Regions from separate parts of the Sus scrofa genome. Here region 1 is linked to region 2. Evidence: chromatin contacts called from public HiChIP or PLAC-seq data. All regions are on one chromosome and are shown on one strand. The core of a region is the stretch at or near the end of the contact, and the rest is flanking DNA. Distances in the headings are between cores, read along the strand shown. Region 1 holds the start of JPT2 (Jupiter microtubule associated homolog 2). Region 2 holds the start of MSRB1 (methionine sulfoxide reductase B1).

Region 1 (3,553 bases), core at 317-2,816, 240 kb after region 2:
CTTAGATCACCGATGATGGCCAAAGCTAAATGCTTTTATAGTGCAACATCCTTTAACACCAGCTAATTAATCCTTCCCCGAGAAAACCAAATCAGGGCTTTAAGAGGAAAACCTGGCCTAGTAATCCTGCAGCAGCACCGGTTCCTTTCACAGCTAAGGGAACTGCGAATCTCACAAGGCCTGTCCATTGAGTCCTTTAAGATGGCCGTCAAAACACAAAGCTCCCTTCGGATCCCAGGCAGAAGCTTCCAATTAAGATGGGTTTTCCTTCTCCAACACGCTCCAAGAATTTTCTCCTTTTCCTCTCCAAAACTAATGCCGCAAAGAAGTGTGGGTGTTACTGCAGAGCTCCAGCTCGGCAACTATCTTGTGCAACCTCCACCAGCATTACTGGGCCCATTCCCTAACCGGACCAGTGTGTGCTGGGCAGCCGGTGCCAGGCTGTGTAAACAAAGAGGAACTTTGAGGGACACAGCTGAGAAAGTGCTGGAAACAGCCCTTGCCCAGCTGGTGGGGGCGGGGACAGGACAGTGGTTTGCAGGCACCAGGAACTCATTCATCCCCAGGAACTCATTCATCGCGAAGGCTCCGGGATAAACTTCTGGCCCAGGTCAGCGTAGGTGGGGGCATCCGTGATTAATAATCACTGTTCCGTGGATTGATGACCGCTGGGTTAGGACTGTGAGAACTGACCCAACTCCCTCAAGTTTACAGGGGTTTTAGCAGTTGAAACAACCCTCTTATTCTCTGTAGTATTTACCTCCGCCCTCTTCTACTTTTATCGGGTGGCTGAGCCCCAGAAGAGGCTCACAATGAAGATGACTCTTGGGCACCTGAACCAGCTCCATTCCCGCTGGCTCCTCAAGCCGCGGGACCCCTCCTCGCCAGCTCTGTGCGGCTCCCAACACCCAATGATTGACTAGTTAAAAGCGGAGAAGGTGTGCTGCCCAACACTGTAATCCAACTGTAATTTTTAAAAAGGGGGCTGCTGTATGTTCCCGAGTGTTTCAACCCCGTTGCACCTCTGCTATCACTTGCTGTCCTGTTTCCTTCTCAGGACACTGGGGAGCAGCGCCTGGTTCCCCCCGAGTCGCGGGACTGCGGGAGGGGAGGGCTCCAGGACTGGGGAGGGGAGGGCCCGAACCCCGGGCTGCGGAACTGCTGAGGGCTCCCAGGACCGGACCTTGCCCCGAGGCGGGCCCACACGAGCACCCGGCGAAAGCGTGTCGGCCGCAGCGTCGCACGGGCTCCCGTAGCGCAGCCACGTCCGCCCATCCGCAGCAGACGCTCCGCCAGCGTCGCCGGCGCGCTGGCCATTGAAGAGACACGTGCTGGGATCCGACGGGCAGGGAGGCGCACCTCTGGCCTCCCGTCCCGCGGGCGCGCCCACCTCCCCGACCTGGCAGCGGAGCCCGGGGCTCCGTGAGCTCACCGCGGCCGCCCCCACGGCGCCCGCGCCCACCCCCCCCACCACGCGGCCGTGGCCTTAGCGGTGGCCGCGCCCGCGCCGCACCTGGAGCCAGCCCGGCCACCCTCGGTCTCCGGCACCCGGAACATGTCGCCCGCCATTCGGCACCTCCCGCCCGCCGCGCCGTCCTTCCCGTCCGGCCCCGCGCGGCCTGAAGCCCCCCTCCATTGGGCGCCGCCGACGCCAATCACAACGCCGCAGCCTATCACAGCACCGGGCCCCGCCTCACGAGACTGAGGCGAGGAGAAGATCGCACCGCGCTTGCAGCCGATTGGTGAAAGCAGATGCCGCTCACAGCGCCGGGCCCCGCCATTGGGCAACTGGCCAACAAGGGATGGTCCGTCCGCGCCTCCTGAGGTGGGCGGGGTCGGGCACCATCCCCGCACCTGGTCGGTGCCCCTTCTTCCAGGCGCGGCCTCCCGCTTGCCGTCCCTGTATGCGCCCTGGTTGGCGTAGCGGGGGAGCCCCGGGAAGCGCTTCCCGGAGCGCAGCGGCGCCCAACAGGGCCCAAGACAGTCAATGGCACATGGATACGTGGCCAAAGGAAACAGGACCGCAGTTCCTGTCCTGCAAGTTGTGGGGAACACGTCCTTAAAAGTGGGAGGCAAGGGATAAATAAAGAGTGCCAGCTGACTGATGTTTGGCTCAAAAAAAAAAAAAAAAAAAAAAGGTAAAGGTAAAATACACATTCAGGAGCGCTTTGTTGCTAAACTACACTGTGGGCGGCAGTCAGTGCCTCTGAGATGGCACCAAATGAGAGCCGCTCCGGCCGTTTTCTTAAGCGCACACTTAAAAAGAAAAAAGCAGAAACGGTCATGATTAGATCAAGTATTAGTATGTATTTATGCACAATAATAAAAACAGATTTACAAGTTGAACTGGAAATTTAAACATAAGAAGTTTAACAGCTTTTGTTTATTATATTAAATAACCAAACACCTTTTATTCCCAAAATTGGTAAAGAATAAATAATATAATTTACAATATGGTACAAAAAATAATCAGGAGGGACAGGCATTCTGCTTTATACATACACTGTATATGTATATTTATAATCTATAAAACAAATTCACATCTCAAACAAGCCGAAAACCTTAGGTGATATGGCTTAACGATTATTAAAAGAAACCGCAGTTAAGTTCTGCTGCCCAGAGGCATAGCTCTGGAGCCGGGTATCCTGTTACAGAATAAGGGGCACAGGTTGCTGTAGTGCTTCCAAGACCTAACTCACCTCACATGACTTAAAGGCTGCTGTGGGATTAGGAGAGCTGACAGTCAGGAAAGGTTTGCTGTAGGTTTCATTCCTTCTTTTTTCTTAAGACAAAGTGCCGTATTTCCCCTAAATGCATCTGGTAGAACTCAATGTCAAGAAAGAAGAAAAAGCCACCTGTTTTCCTCCTCCACGTGTTTCAAGCGTCTCTTACTCCATGGCTTTTCTTTGCACACATGTGATTCAATGGTGTGATCCAGTTAAACAGGCCATTCAACTGAAAGGACACACCAGTGACGAGGCTGTGGGACAGAGTGACAGAGAACGGGGCTGCCGCTACGAGCCTGGAGGTGTGCGAGAGCAGTGGAGCAACCAGTGACATGTTTCCAAACATCCCCTCTCCCTGAGCAAGTCCTCTCCCCCGGGAAGATACAGAGAGATGAGAAAAATGCCATCGTGAGCCTTACATGGAATCAGGGATTCAACCTGCATCTCCCTTGTGAGCAATGGAAGGCGCATCACGGGACATGATGTCGCCATGAAGAACCAAGGCCAAAAAACCAGCTCCCTGGAGGTGGGAGATGGAGAGTTTCAGTCTTCAGAAAAGACAATCAGCAGACCGATTCTCAACACTGAAGTGACACGGGGAAGACGTCTCTGCGCCACAGACCCGGTCTTAACCACAGGCTCATGTGCAAGGGAAGCCATGGCCGCACAGGAGGCGCTCCTGACTGTCCCTGGGAAGGCGCAGGCAGGGGGAGGCTTCGCTGCTCGGGCCCTGTGAGGATTTCCAGCTTTTACCAGGCGCTCGTTTTCATCACACTGATAGTCATTCGGGCTGGGAGAAGATGGATCCATCATCTTAATGCTATAGC
Region 2 (3,705 bases), core at 899-3,398:
CACACCAAGAAGCTGCCTCGGAAGACCCATAAGGGGCTGCGCAAGGTGGCCTGTATCGGCGCCTGGCACCCTGCCCGTGTGGGCTGCTCCATTGCCCGGGCTGGGCAGAAAGGCTACCATCACCGAACGGAGCTCAACAAGAAGGTGTGTCCCAAGTCCGGGGTGGGGGGGGGCGGGGAAGAGGAGGGATGCCCTTGACCACGCCCCAGTGGGTGGGGTGCATGGCCCCCAAAGGTGCTGAAATGCCCCCACCAGGGCTAGGTCAAAGGCCACGTCCTGATGGGTGCGGACATACTGCCGGCCCCGGGGGCCACCTGCCGTCCCCTCAATGCCATGCCGTGTCCTCGTGACAGATCTACCGCATTGGGCGAGGGCTGCACATGTCGGATGGGAAGATGGTTAAGAATAACGCGTCCACCAGCTACGACATGACCGACAAGTCCATCACACCGCTGGTGAGGGGCGGCGGCCAGTTCCGCTGAGGCAGCAGGGTGTGTGTGGGGTGGCTGGGGCCCCCCAGGGGGACCAGACCCCTGCCGTTCCTGTTCCTGCATCCTCACCGCCTTCTCTGCAGACAGTTATACTCCAGCTGCTGTTTCAGAGTGTGGAGTGCAGCTGCTCTGACTGTAGCAAGAACCCGAGCTGCAGCAGCTGCCAGGCCTGGGGCAAGCGACCCTCTGAGCCTGGTTCCCCCGCTGTAAAATGCAGATTATTAAGATAATTATGGAAAGGACTTAAGGCATGGCTCACAGGCTGGCCTGATTAGTGATTCAGAGTGTTGTCGCCCAAGGCCAGGGGAGTCCTCCTAGGGACCCCAGCAGCCCCCTAACTCAGCAGCCCCTTTCCCGGACCCACCTTCCCCGCAGGGTGGCTTCCCCCGCTACGGGGAAGTCAACAACGACTTCGTCATGCTGAAGGGTTGCATTGCAGGCACCAAGAAGCGGGTCATCACACTGAGGAAGGTCAGGTGGGGCAGTGGGCCGGAGAGTGGGAGGCCTGTGGGCTGTCGGGGGGCTGGGGGGCTGGCCTGCGCTGGAGAGCCAGCGATGGGTCATGGGGAGAGCAAAGAGGGACGGACCCAGCTAGGTGAGCCAGGCACTCCTGGATGACCTGGGGTGACGGGAGGGGCTTGGCGGGGACCTCCTGCCTTGACGCTCCCCTCCCCCACGGGCCCCAGTCCCTCCTGGTGCACCACAGCCGCCGGGCCCTGGAGAACGTTGAGCTGAAGTTCATCGACACCACCTCCAAGTTCGGCCACGGCCGCTTCCAGACAGCCCAAGAGAAGAGGATCTTCATGGTGAGCCCATCCGCCTTGCTCTCTGGGGCTCAGACACCACATCCCTCCTGCCCCAGCGTGGGGCGGGCGTGGCACGCGTGCCTCCACACGCATCCGCAGGAGGGGCTCTAGGGGTCCAGCCCTGGGCACTGATTCTTGCCGGAAACGAAGGAGGGGAGGGACCAGTAGGAGGGGCAGCAGGGCCGACTCTTAGTATCCCAGGCGGCTAGTTAGACCCCTGTGACTAACGCTCCTCCTGTCGCTCGCCCTCCAGGGTCCGCAGAAGAAGCATCTTGAGAAGGAAACGCCGGAGACCTCAGGAGACTTGTAGGCAGGATGGGATGGAGGGAGCCTGAAAAACGCGATGCAACCCCTTCCTGAGCCCCCTAATAAAAGCCAGAGGCAACTCCTCCAGTGGTGTTTCAGATGTGGGGGCAAGGGAAACCTGGTCAACGGCCGGTAGCCTGGTGCTTCACGCCAGGAAAGGATGAGACCCGCCGCGGTTCAGGGTGCACCGAGGTCGCCATCCTAAACCCAGCGCAGCTCAGCGGCGCCCCCTGGTGCTCGGGGACGCGGCGGCAGGGGCGGGGCCTCGGGATGCTACAAGGGAGTGGTCCTCAGTGGTGGGCGTGGCCTGAGGGGAAGAGGGAGCCCGTCCTCGGAAGGGGGCGGGGCCTGCTGGAGGCAGGAACCAGAACCTTCTTCCGGCGGGGGATTGGTCTGTGAAAAAGGGGCGGGTCAACGGGAGGCGAACCCTGAGAGGGTGTCTCACTCCTCTGGATGTGATTGGTTCCCCTGGGGGCGGGGCCTCGAGGTGCCCGGCCCATCCTGCGTCCCGGCGCGATTGGTTCTCGGGAGGTGGGGCGGGAGGCAGGCTCAAGACCCTGCGGTGGAGCTGTGTCCTCGGTTCCGCCGGAGCTTCCCCGTCGGCGCCATGTCGTTCTGCAGCTTCTTCGGGGGCGAGGTTTTCCAGAACCACTTTGAGCCAGGTAGGATCTGTGGCTTCGTGGGAGGACAGAGGAGCAGTGACGCGTATTGGAGGGGGCGTCCCTGCCCTCGGGGTGGCGATGGAGCCCCTGAGCTCCGGGAATGGGGGGCGAGTGTGAGGAATTTGGGGATCCGGGAGAGTAATGGTACCTGAGGGAAGCGGCACATTAGGGGGGGGGTCTCTGTCCTCAAAGAGGGCAGGCCTTGAGTGTGAGCGTGGCCATTTCCGAGGAAATCTGCGGGGTCAAGGAACATGGAGGCGGTGACACCGTTGTCGGTATCCGTGCCTGGGATCGCGGCTTTAGAGCGAGCCGGTGGAAGGTCTTGTCCAGGGGCAGCTCCTGTGACTGGGCTTCCTTTCCTTGGGGCATTTCCCTGATACTACACCCCCCTTTTTCCTTGGCGGTTCCCCAGACCTGCGGGGTAAACTGGAAAGTACAGAAGGGCGTGTTGGGATCCAAATGTGACGGCCTGGGCGCCTCCCCCACCTGTCCAGGGCCCCCAGGGTTGGGTAACCTGGAGTGCTGCCAGGCTGCCAATGGCCTGTGAAGTTTGACTGGACAGCCTGGGCCGGGTGGGAGGGGTGGGAGGTCGGGGGCTGAGTGGTTGGTTTGGGGCATGGCCCCCCTCAGCCCTGGCCCCAGGCCCCAGGCTCCGTTGCCTGGTAATGGACTAATTTGGTAAGAACATTCTTGCAGGCAAGGCCAGGGCAGCAACTTACTCCTGGGGCGGGATTTACTCAGGGTCAGCCCCTTAGGGGGATGGGTTGTGACACCCCCGCATCTATGTGAGCCAGCTGTGATACAGGGCCCTCTGCCCAAAGTCCTCCCCTTAGACCCTCTGGTTGACCTCAGGCTACTCTGCCAGGCTGGAAACTCCACTCCCACAACAGCTCCCCGTTCCTCTTCCCTTCCTCACCAGTTGCTGGTAAAGGTTGGGTAGGTCTCAGACTCCAGGGCTGTCTCCAGGTGGAGGGAGGGGGAGAGGGGGCCTGAAGGGTGACTCAGTACCCTGGAGAGCCCCCAAGCAACTTCCTGTTCTGCAGATCAGTTTTGCAACCTTTTTTTTTTTTTCTTCCCCCTTCAAAGTGATTTTTTTTTTTTTTGTCTTTTCTAGGGCCACTCCCTCTGCATATGGGGGTTCCCTATCCGAGCCGAGTCTGTGAGCTACACCACAGCTCACGGCAATACCGCATCCTTAACCCACTGAGCGAGGCCGGGGATCGAACCTGCAACCTCGTGGTTCCTAGTCCGATTCATTAACCACTGCGCCACAACAGGACCTCCTCAAAGCGATCTTTTGAGGATAGGTTAAAACCCTGGCCCTCTGTCTTACTGGGCCTCCTCCCCAGTCAGGAGGTGATTGGAGGTGTTTTTTTGTTTTTTTGTAGGGCCGCACCTGCAGCATTTGGAAGTTAATGCCACAGCTACAGCCACACCAGG

The links. HiChIP or PLAC-seq counts read pairs in DNA pulled down with a chosen protein or histone mark.
Region 1: a contact with region 2 is called in an H3K27ac HiChIP or PLAC-seq map of alveolar macrophages. The contact joins the promoter of JPT2 here to the promoter of MSRB1 in region 2. A contact is called at or near these places in 1 of 5 promoter capture datasets (fetal skeletal muscle), 3 of 47 Hi-C or Micro-C datasets (epiblast stem cells, skeletal muscle and subcutaneous adipose tissue) and 1 of 2 datasets of contacts at active chromatin or transcription factors (alveolar macrophages).

The regions. Positions count from the first base shown.
Region 1 is chr3:40,255,394-40,258,946 of Sscrofa11.1, forward strand. JPT2 (Jupiter microtubule associated homolog 2) reads right to left here and starts at 1,567. Exons shown (of 5, transcript NM_001048070.1): 1 at 1,514-1,567. The coding sequence starts at 1,557. CRAMP1 (protein cramped-like) reads right to left here. Exons shown (of 22, transcript XM_021086822.1): 22 at 2,284-3,553.
Region 2 is chr3:40,015,013-40,018,717 of Sscrofa11.1, forward strand. MSRB1 (methionine sulfoxide reductase B1) reads left to right here and starts at 2,149. Exons shown (of 4, transcript NM_001097460.1): 1 at 2,149-2,265. The coding sequence starts at 2,211. RPL3L (60S ribosomal protein L3-like) reads left to right here. Exons shown (of 9, transcript XM_021086793.1): 6 at 1-144; 7 at 354-455; 8 at 1,178-1,297; 9 at 1,551-1,690. The coding sequence ends at 1,607.